Regions from separate parts of the Zea mays genome. Here region 1 is linked to region 2. A link is a contact called in public Hi-C data. All regions are on one chromosome and are shown on one strand. Each heading gives the region's core, a stretch centred on a gene start, on an enhancer-like site or on the middle of the called end of the contact. The rest is flanking DNA. Distances are from core to core; before and after follow the strand shown. Region 1 holds the start of LOC103650025 (magnesium-protoporphyrin IX monomethyl ester [oxidative] cyclase, chloroplastic). Region 2 holds the start of LOC103650024 (phospholipid-transporting ATPase 1).

The links. A called contact is a pair of places that touch in the nucleus more often than the background predicts.
Region 1: a Hi-C map of tassel shows a contact between it and region 2, with 2.7 times the contacts expected there. The contact joins the promoter of LOC103650025 here to the promoter of LOC103650024 in region 2. A contact is called at or near these places in 2 of 25 Hi-C or Micro-C datasets (ear and tassel).

Annotation. Positions count from the first base shown.
Region 1 is chr3:45,172,360-45,178,084 of Zm-B73-REFERENCE-NAM-5.0, forward strand. It overlaps LOC103650025 (magnesium-protoporphyrin IX monomethyl ester [oxidative] cyclase, chloroplastic), which reads right to left and starts at 1,982. Exons shown (of 5, transcript XM_020550194.3): 1 at 1,181-1,982; 2 at 1,021-1,085; 3 at 297-624; 4 at 98-196. The coding sequence starts at 1,645.
Region 2 is chr3:44,660,053-44,665,903 of Zm-B73-REFERENCE-NAM-5.0, forward strand. It overlaps LOC103650024 (phospholipid-transporting ATPase 1), which reads right to left and starts at 1,661. Exons shown (of 7, transcript XM_008675697.2): 1 at 1-1,661. The coding sequence starts at 1,485.

The sequences.
Region 1 (5,725 bases), core at 732-3,231, 510 kb after region 2:
TAAATTCCTAATCTTTTGTAACAATATTGTTGTGATGTTCAGCATGAAATATAGTAAACAGGTGGAAATTAAATGATGAAATGCAGTTCATTTATACCTCAATGATCACATGCATGTCAAATTCTTTCGTGTTCAGACCAATTCCCTCATAGAATGTAGTCCGTTGGCAGTCATTCAGGTACATGGTCACATACACCTGCAAAAGGTCAAGTAACACAGCTATCAGCAATGGGGCACAACAACCTTTGGAGTTAATCGATCTACATACATAGCAAAAGAATAGCTCGAAAAATTACCGAGAGGCAGAAGAACCGTGACCAGAGCTTGGCCTTCCAGTCATTGAGGAACTGCGGCTGAGCCTTCAGCAGGGCAGAGAAGAAGTCACCATGCCTGTTCTCGTCCTGGCACCAGTTCTCGAAGTACTTGAAGATGGGGTACACCTGGTACTCTGGGTTCGCCTTGAGGTGCCTGAAGATGGTGATGTACCTCCAGTACCCAATCTTCTCGGACAGGTAGGTGGCATAGAAGATGAACTTGGGCTTGAAGAAGGTGTACTTCCTAGCCTTGGTGAGGAACCCCAGGTCCAGCGCCAAGTTGAAGTCAGACAGACCCTTGTTCAAAAACCTACACAGTGCAAATCACATGAAACTTTCAGCTGAATTTCTCCATGCCCTCATCATTACCCTAGAGCCTCAAATTGAACACAATCAGGAAAACATGCATGCCTGAATTCTTATGGGCAGTTGCTGGAAGCAACCCCCAATTCATTGACATAATTAATACTACCGACTACATTGAAAAATGAGTATTTTGTTTGCTCATGTAACCAGGCTCGTTTAAATTATTTCTGCAAACTTAGAATATCCGCATTCCTTGTCAAATTGAGGTAGCAACACTGACATAAGTGTTCATGGGACAGGCAAACAATTATATTTCCTAATCTTTATAAGGATGCATTTTTTTTGGCTACTAATTGCACGCATTGTTATTGGATTGCATGAAAAGAGATAAGGTTCGTACCCAGCATGGCGCGCCTCGTCCCTGGACATGAGCGAGAAGATCTCCGCCACGACCGGGTTAGTTTTCTGCAGAAGAAAAGCAGGGTATCAGCACACGCCCACCAGATGGTCGATGAAATGCTCCAGACGAGGCAAGGCAAGGCAAAGAAACATGAAGGAACCTTGAGCCTGCGACCGAGCTCCTTGTAGAGGAGGAAGCCGGAGAACTCAGCGGTGCAGGAGCGCTCGAGGAACTCGACGAAGATCTGGCGGTGCGGGCCCTCCATCTTGTCGGCGGCGGCCTTGAACTCGGGGTTGCGCACGAAGTGGGTCTGGTTGTAGTCCGTCTTGAACTCCTGCAGCAGCGCGTCGAACTCCGCCTGGTTGAGCTGCTTGTTGATCTCGGCGTTGAAGAGGCGCTCCATCTCGTCGAAGTCGGTGGTGTAGAAGCGGGGAGTGAGCAGCGTCTCCTGGATCTCCGTCTTGCCCCGCTTGTTGGGGCCCGAGGACTTGGGCGGCGCGGCGGCCGCGGACACGCGGAAGCGTACCACGGAGCGCCGGGCGAGGGGCAGGCCGACGAGGCCGCCTCGGTGGCGGTGCGTCGCGGCGGGGTTGACGAGCGAGAGCTCCATGGCGGAGGAGGCCATTGGTGGCGACTGGCGACGAGCTGGGCGGTGGTGACTGGCGAGGACTGGGCAGCCGGAGCGAGCTGTTCGGGGAGTAGGCGTATATGCGGTGCGCTCATGAAGTCATGCTGCGGGATGGCGACGAGCTGGGCGGTGGTGACATGGCAGCGGGGATTGCGAGCGGTGACAGATAACTAGATAAGGCTAGCCGCACTTGCTACCGGACACGCGAACGCTAAAGCATAGCGTAGAAATTTTTGCTGTAGCGGGCGACTGGACGAGATACTCTATGCACTGTAGCGTACGAGTGAACGCTACTTCGAGCGTGCGTAACGCTAAACCGATAGAATATGCATGCATGCACGAGCGTGCGTACTGGGTGAATGGTCTATCCACTGTGCGCGACAGCGACCCGCCGATGATGGATTTTTTTTGGATAAAAAAGTGTGAGAAAAATGATATAATATGTGGTAGTTGGTATAGGATAGATAAAAAAAGTGGCGAATGGCGATGAGGTGTAATCCGGGGCTTCTAATCGCCGCGCGCCATGTGTGACTGTGTGGGGGTCTGAGAGGGAGCCCAATCAACCATTCTAGCCGCACGCTTCTCGCACTATTTCCCTCCCTCTCCGTGATTTTCCTATTCTTCATTTCTCCAGGCAACAATAGAACCTATTTTATTTGGGATGAGCTGGGCGGCCGCTCTGGCCCCCAAATTGTTGGGCCTCCCTCAAGTATGTAGTTAAGTATAGTATTGATTAATTTAATCAGCTCAAATGTTTCATTAGTTGATCGGCTCAAAACATGGACAGCCCAGCCTCTCGTACAGGCCACAACTCACGCAGTCGTGCTACGAGCCTACGGCCATCACGACTTCACGTCCGTGTACCATATACGCTTCACCAAATCGCCAATTAACCTAATTCGTAGACCCTGCGTGCCGGTGCCGCCGTTCTCCGTTCACGCCTTCTCAGTTCTAAGCTGAATATGCGTTGTTTGTAATTTTAACATATTTGACCACATTTGTATCACTTGGTATTTTTTATTTCGCAAAGTTTTGAAATATTTTGAAAGCCTTTTCTATTTGCAAGCATTTCTTAAGTTCGAAAATTTCTCTCATTTTTTCAAATGCTTTTGTTTTGGTCAAAATAGCTACCTTTTTCAAGTGTGCCATAAAAGATTTCTTGTCCCTTGACTTAGTCGTCATAATTATTAGGGGTCTAATATGAGTAGGACTCAAAAAGTACTAATATGACAAAGATGTTACTAGAATATATAGGATAGACAAGTTAGATTCTTTAGTAGATAGGATAACATCCCAACATACAAGACAAAGTCATAAGCAGATAAGACAAGAATCTAATGGATAAGGAAGGCAGACTTATAATTATAGAAAGTTGGATTCTCAAAGGACTAGGTTACCAAATTAGATCTATCATGTAACATACTTGTATTCACACCTACAGCATCCCACCTACTTAGACTATATAAGGAGAGGTGGGGGAGCCCCAAGAGCACAAACTAGAACATAACAGATCAATAACCACCAAAACACCGGGTGTCAGAAATTATCTCACGACAAGATCCCTAATACCCACGACGAGAGCCCTAATACTTACGACGAGAGCCTGAACCACCCTAACCCATAAATTCACTATGGGGAAATCCTCGATAGAGGAATTTGAAGCCCAACCTATAGAAGCATCTAAGCAGCAGGAGTTTGCTAAGGAAGGCAAGTGTCTCCTTGATCATGTTGTTTGACCTATATAATATTTAGTGGATTGTTCTCACCTGTGCATTGCATAATTAGGTTAACCAGACGGGACCTAATAGGTTACCTAGATTTGTTTTCCCTATACCTTGTTTACTTCTGGGTTACTTAATATTGGGTAGAACTGCTAGTGATCTACTTGGTTTTTGTGATAATGATACACATGAATCATGATCATGTTTTATTATGAGTTATTATTGTTGACTTCATTATTATGCATTATAAGGTCACTTTGTTTTATTGGGACATGGAGGGACCAACTGAAAAAACAGTGCAACTACAAGGACTATATGTGTTCTTATCTTGGCTAATTAATTAAGAAAGCTAGCGTGTGAGAATCTTACCTAAAACGGCAAGCATGGAGGAATTGCTTAAGTATAGTGTTGGGCAAATCATACTGTGATGGCTTTTTGGACCTAGGAAGACCTATACCACCTCTTTCTGAAACCATAGTGGATTTTCTCATGCTAGTGGAACTTTGTAAAGGTCGTGTAGTGTCATTATGCAATCACACCTATAAGTGTTGCATTGTGCGTGATCAGCACATCGTAGTTGGGTGCAAAGTTCATTGAACTTTTACACGACTTGTGAGTAAAGATACACAACCTCTGCAGAGTGTAAAGCTGATATATCAGTCACACTCATGGTTACGAGCGGTTCGGGCCTCTCACAAGAATAAATTATAGAATTAAATTAAACAAGATATGCATTTTATTGTTGGTATTTCATTTATGTTCATTTATTTAATTGGAATGGTATGAACTTATACTTAGTAATTGCTAATAAATTTTTCCACAACAAAATTAAAAATTAAATGCTCAGCCTAAGCTATATTACATGGTAAGTCTTACACTGCACTTTTTCTACACACTTGCTGAGTCCCCACCATAAGTGAGCTCACCCCTATGGAACTTGTTTGCTTAGAATCCGGTAACAGGAGGATGACTACTATGATGAGTTTGAGGAGCTTTAGGCTATAGTCCTTCCGGTCAACCTGCCTGTGGCTTGTGATCGGGATCATCATCATCATCATCATTTAATTTCTACTATTTAATTATTCAAAAGACAAGTTTATGACATTGATTTTTATACACTGAGTCATTATACGCGTAAAATTTGATCCTAGCACACATATGAGATGCATCTAGATTTATTTTTAAATTCGGATGTGATAGCAGCAGTGAGGCACAACTGCTCTAAGTTCTCGATCTCGGTGCCTATGGAGACGTGTCAAGGGCCCTGTTTGGATCCGCTTTTGGGTGGATTCTAGCAGCCAGAAGTGGTAAGGAGGCACCAAACATGTAGCTTTTGGGCTAGTTTCTCGCGGTCGCGCTTCCTCTGTGGTAAGGAGGCACCAAACAACGGTCAGCGAGAAGCGGTCGAAGCCCTGCATCCGAGAAAAGCGCACTCCCCCCATGATTGTTGTTTTGTGTGTGCATTAGGGTTTCTCCCCATCCCGCTCACCACAACAGGCGACTCATCGCTCACTCGCTGCCACCGACTAGGAAGGCACTCCTCTCCCCTAGTTTGCCTCCATCGAAACCCCCTTCCTCATCACCATCGTTCGCACCCTTACATCCTGTTTGTCGTCTTCCAGGTCAATGCGAGGTGAGACGGCACCGCCGATGAACCAGAGCTAAAGGTGGTGCTTCGGGCGACGATTGTGTGGTCGCTGAACTGGTAAGTACATATGTGCAACTCCATTCAAGTGGCTCGTCCAACACACTAGTACAACGACCAATGGACCAAGATGGTATCCAATGGGTGGAGAGAACGTTGGAGAATAGTGATGACTGTTACGACATATTTCGCATGCGTCACACTATCTTTTGTCGACTCCATGATTCATTAGTTAACGATTACGACCTCGTTTCTAGTCGAGGAGTCTCTGCGAAGGAGGCCTTGGCAATGGTCCTTTGGGCATGTGGTGGACCGCAGTCGTTTAGACAACTTAGGAACAAGTTTGGGTACTCTTTGGAAACCATAATTCGCAAGTTTAGTGAAGTGCTGGAGTCACTATATAGGATGTCAAACGATGTAATTAGGCCAACGGATCCAAACTTCACTGAAATTCACCTGACTCAGGGAAGCCGGGTTTTGGCCACATTTTAAGGACTGCATAGGGGCTATCGATGGTAGTCACTTCCCAGCTTGTGTACCAATGTCGAAGCAAGCCAAATATATTGGGAGGCACGGGTACACATTGCAGAATGTTATGGCTGTTTGTGACTTCGGCATGAGAATTACGTTTGTCATCACTGGTTTGCGCAGTTCCATGCACGATACTCGAGTTCTATAGCATATAGTTATCAAATACGGTGACATGTTCCC
Region 2 (5,851 bases), core at 411-2,910:
TTTACCAGAGTTGTAATCAACCCCACGAATTGACGCACACTGGAAGACCATCTTGTTCTCCGTTAGTGTCCCAGTCTTGTCAGAGAACACATACCTTATTTGCCCTAAATCCTCATTTATATTCAAAGCTCTGCACTGGAACTTTGACCTTGATGACTCATCATACAGATCTTTATCAGCACCCATGAAATATGCCTGTCCAAGCCTTACCAGCTCCATTGATATATACAATGAGATAGGAATGATAACCTGATACACTATCACTGCCATAAGGAATGTGATGAATATCTGCATCCCAACACCATAATAGTTGTAGTTTTTCCCAGTTGTATAGTCCTTCTCCCTGAAGAATTGGGTGAACTCCAGCTCCCTCCGGTGATTCAGCAGCCAAATCCCAGCAAGCACGGATGCAGTTGTGCACATCCCAATAAGCATAATAGATAATATGACAGTCTCCCGATTCAACTGTGTTTCCAAGCGACTCCGCTTCGATGGCGCCCCTGAGCTATTTAGCATCACCTTGGTCTCCTTCCCAGCATATACCACAACCCCTATTGCCCATGTGGTGTTCTTGAGTTCACAGCCACGAAGAACAATGTTGGATGGCCCAAGCGAGACACGCTTGCCATCAATCTCAAGATTTGCTTGGAATCCGTAAATGTTCCTGTTGGGTCGTTCGCAATGCAGGACGCCACCAACACCACCATTCTGGGAGAACATGACATGTGTCTCCTGCTTGGCATACCTCGTCTTAAGATTGGTCTCCCCATCGAGATTCACAGTCTGGACGTGCGCAACACCGGTGGGATCGCTGGTAGCAAGCAGCACCATATCGGCCGGCAGTGTCTCATTGGACTCGATCCGTACCACGTCCCCGACGCGTATGTGCTTCCATCTCTTGGGCTGGAACTCGCCAGCTGTGCCCAGTGCGAGCACGGTGGCAAGGCGGTTGTTCTCCTGGCGGTCGGAACGGTGGCGGCGGAAATCCTCGTAGGCGTCCTTTACGGCAGTGACGAAGAGCACGAAGGCGAGTGGTAGCACGGACGCACCGCGGCCGAAGACAGCGACCTGGGGCAGCTGGTTAAGCACAGTGATTGCGAGGAAGTAGACGTACGACAGCCGCCGGAACTGTTCGAAGAGGTTCCGCGGTAGAAAGGTGAGGAACGAGTACTTTGCCGTTCGGATGGCGTTCCCAGAGAACTCCGGTGAGGACTCTCCCACGATGACCTCTCGGGATTCGTCATCCCCGACATCACGTTCCCTCTCCAACGACGCGGATGGGTCGGCGGCGGGTCCGTCGCCACGGCGGTAGGAGCGGAATGGGTCGGGGATCTCCACGGAGAAGGCGAGACGGTCTGCGCGGAGAGGAGGCTCCGACTGGGCCGGCGGGAGCAGTGACGCCGCTGGGGGATGCGGCGAGGGGGCGTCGTCGGGGGTTGAGGCGCCCGGGGTTGTGGCGATGAGGAGCGGGCGCTCGGACGCCATGTTGAGGACGGAGATGCGAAGCTAGTGCGCCAGAGGCATCGGCGGCGGCGGGTTTGGGTTGGCGCCGGCGAGGTCAAAGGCAGAGGTGGCCAGGTGGGGAGGTGAGGACTTTGGGGGAGTCGAGAGAGCAGGTGTAGACTGTAGAGGTATTGGGGCAGCACTTGGATTCTCAGCGATGGGAGGGGTTGATGGAGAATTTACAAGAGGGGTTGTAGCTCGTGAGGGTTAGTTTTTTTTAATCATGGTATTGTTAAACGGGAACATATAGCGTGTAAACTAATTTATTTATACAAATCGTGTAAATAGGCCATGAGAATAGAGATAAAACAATCCTTTTAAGATACTCTAGGGATGAAAACGGAAACGGTAATTTTCGGATACCGGAAATCGTTTTCGAAATTTTACCGAAATTTAGATCTAAACGTAAACGGAAACGGTTACCGAAAATACGAAAACGAAATCGGTAGAAAAAATCGGAATCGGAAACGGTTTAGGCTTTTTCCGACCGTTTCCGAAAATTACCGTTTTCATCCGGTATTTTACCGTCGGTAATAAATTCGGTATTTTTCAGAAAAATATTAAATCTGAGCTGACCTTTATAAATTCATAATAAATTCATCTTAGCTTAGAAAAATGTGAAACTAATTTTATTATTTTTCTAATATCAAGATCTATCTAATGATATATAGTTTAGAATCGTTTGAAACTTTTATAAATCTTATTTATGTTTTCTTATCTATTATTACTCTTGATACATATATTCAGAATTTGCATGAGAACTTAAGAAGGACTAAGAGGACACTAATTATATTGACTATGCCAAGTAGTAGGGGTACAAATAGAATGTCAGTGTCATATCATTATACATATCTTGATTCTACTTTATTTAAATGCATAATAATGATTTTATTATTGTATACTTCTTACCTTATATATTTATTGTGACCTCCTACCTTATATATTATTACTAATTTTATACGAATGTATGACTTGCGTGATTTTTTGAAGTCAATTGTGGGTACATGTTAAAGTTTTTACCGATCGAATTTTAGATTCCGATCGTAACCGGTGTAATTTTCGTACCGAACTTTCGTTTCCGATGTTTCCGAATTACCGATGTCGTTTTCGTTTCCGGAGTTACCGTTTCCGATCTCGTTTCCGAGGAAAAATACGAAAACGAAAATGATTTTAGTGTTTACCGATCGTTTCCGACCGTTTTCACCCCTAAGATACTCTTTTTTAAATCAGCCCTCCTACCTCCTCGACATATTTCTAAAAAGTTTTTTTAACTCCATTCTTTATGTCCTATACTTGCACGGTTTATATAAATAGATTAATTTACACATAACATGTTGCATCCATCTATTTTAAGTGTATTCTTATATATTAAAAATAAACTTATTTAAATTTAACTATATATAATATTACTAATCATTGTTGGTGCATAATAAATATCATTAAATTAGTCATTGGAAATATTTTTATAGTACGCTTATTTAGAGATACAAATGTTACTATGATATTTTTTATAAATCTAACTAATCTTAAGAAAAATTGGAATATATAAAAATTTAGACGACAATTAAAAAGAGATGGAGGGAGTAGTATGGACTACAATATGTTTCTATGATTTTCTATGTATTTATGAACTTCATAAAAATTGCAGAAGTTTTTTTTTGCAAAATATGAATAGGTCTAAGAGGTTGATATGGTGGATTCAAAGAGTGATCTTCGTTTGTTAGAGGTAGTGAAATTTTATATGAAATAAAAATTGAAAGGAGGGATTATTTATTTGATCATTACATAGTTACCCTTACTTATATCTATTCATACGGGATCATTGAATAGACAATGGCACGAGTAAATATGAGAAAGATATATACCACGATGGAACTTTTCTAGATTACCCTTTGGCTTTTCCTATCTGATGACACCTTTTCGGACGCCAAACACTGCGTGAGAACCGATGGCGGTGCCCTCTGTAGAGGCGCGGACGGTCCGCGACCAGGGGTCGGACAGTCCGCGACCTGGTACAAGGGCTGGCGTTCCCTGCCTAATGTCGGACGGTCCGCATGTGCGCAGGGGGCGGCGAAGGTCGCTGGCGGCGCCTGGATCTCGCTCCCGGGAGGGACCCCGTCGGGGAGGAGAGATCCTAAGGGTTGTCTAGGCTCGGCAAGCCGACCTAGACTCCTCTAATCGACGTAGAGTCAATGAGAAGCGGAGAATTTGGGGATTGGAATACTAAACTATGGCTAAACTAGAACTACTCCTAATGCGTAAGGTAAAAACGAGGAATAGATTTGATTGGATCAATTGTTGCGGGGTTCAATCGGCCGTAGCCCTTCATCTATATAAAGGGGGAGGTCTGGATCCGCTTCGAACTGATTTCCGAGTCAATCCCACGGTTTTAGGTAACAAATCCCGCGAGAAACTAGAAACCCTAACTGTCTCTGCGCACGCGCGGACCGTCCATGCCGCCACCGCGGACTGTCCGGACCGCGGACCGTCCGGCCTCAGGGTCGGACCGTCCGCAAGGCCTTTTTTGGCTTCCAACATATGCCCCCTACCTTTTGGTGAAGGTTGACAAACCAAAAGCATATGAACTAAATCTGATGTAAGTTACCGTTTCAAAATAGAGATAATTCAATAAAGCACCAATATATAAAGGCCGTTTTGGATTGTATCTTTCTCGGCCACGACCATTTGATCAATGCATCAAAATGAATAGAATGGAGGTGCCCCCCCCCCAACCTGGATAGACAAAGGGACTATACATGTACCATGGATTCATCGTCATGCCATTCCATATTTGAGTAGGACAATATACCGACGATGAATAAACGGGTGGAAAGTACCCTGGTCTCATAGGATGAACAGGTGATGCTTGTCGTGTCGCCTTTTGGGCCGTTTTGTTCGGCCGTTTCGTTTTAGCAGGTGACCGAGGTTTCTTTGTTGACCGATCACGTGGAACAGTCTTTTTGCTAGCATTTTTGGAGAGCAACTGAGCAAAAGTAGGGTCGGCTTTGATCAGCCGACTGTATGTGCTTTGACCTTGCGTCTTTTTCCTTGCTTCGTATAGAGGTTGACGCCTTTGGTCATAGGTGGACTGTCCGGCTGAGTTAGCCGGACCATTTGTCTGAGCACCGGACCGTCCACACGTAGGTGTCGGACCATCTGCGATGCTCAGGCTAGGCTGATGTGTTTGGTTCATTAATTGTGCCTGCCCCTCGGCGTCTTCGAACCTTTTAGCCTTCTCGCCCGAAGCCTTTCGAGCAATCTCCTTTTGTGATATAATTGACATGCGAGGATCGCCAATGACGATGCCCTTGCCTTTGCCTTTATCTATCATTTCGGGCCGAACCAAGACCTTTTTGCATGTGAGTTCTATTGTAACACCCGGCTTTAAGGAACAAAGCCAGGTGCATCTCATACATGCGCCAAGAAGACAACACATATAATAACAGAGTGTATAGAGATAAATGTCATAAATCATCAGAGAATTTATTACATAGCGGAAGACTTATTACAAAATAACATAATAAAGATAAAACGAACTAAGGATCGTCGGCGCCAATGTCGACTGGGAAACGCCACCTAGATCAGATCGAACTCCTCAGTGTTAGGCGGCTCCTCCTGAACCACCTGATCATCTCCTGTGGGGGGGGTGTGAGACAGCAAGGGTGAGCTCACACATGATCATCGCTCAACAAGTTGTGGGGAATAATGTGACACGAACTCACCAAAGGTGGGAGCTCATGTGAAGTGTAAGGCTGATCAATGATAGGGGTTAAAGCTGAGCATTGCTTTTAAGTAGTTGGTCAAAATTTTATTAGCAGTTACTAAGTGTAAGTAAATACCAAACCATAAGTAAAGTAATAGAACAAAATTAATAACAAACCCATGCAATGCAAATGACAAAATTAAATTTAAGTTCCATAATTTAAACATCAGAGAGTCCTGAGCTGCTCATGACCGTGAGCTCGGCTAGTATACCAGTTTTACACTCTGCAGAGGTTGTACCCTTTACCCACAAGTCATGTTACCCATCTGCCAAGGGGTCATGAATCCCATACACCTCTACCTAGGAAGCGCGGCAGGGCAACACTACGAGGCCTTTACAAAGTTCCACTAGCTTCCGAAAACCCGCTACAGTTTATGGGAAGATCCAGTACAGGGTTCCTGGCTGACCGCCATCGCAGCAAAATCAACCAGGGACCTCCCCGCACTGACCTCTCCCCTACTGCCCTTGCCCCTTTCGGGTAAGGTAGTCTTCCACTAGCTTTCCTAGTTAATCAGCCAAGGGCGTCCCATTAAACCCTTGTGGTGGCACGTGGTTCTCAAGTTAAGCTCTATGTTCCAATTAACA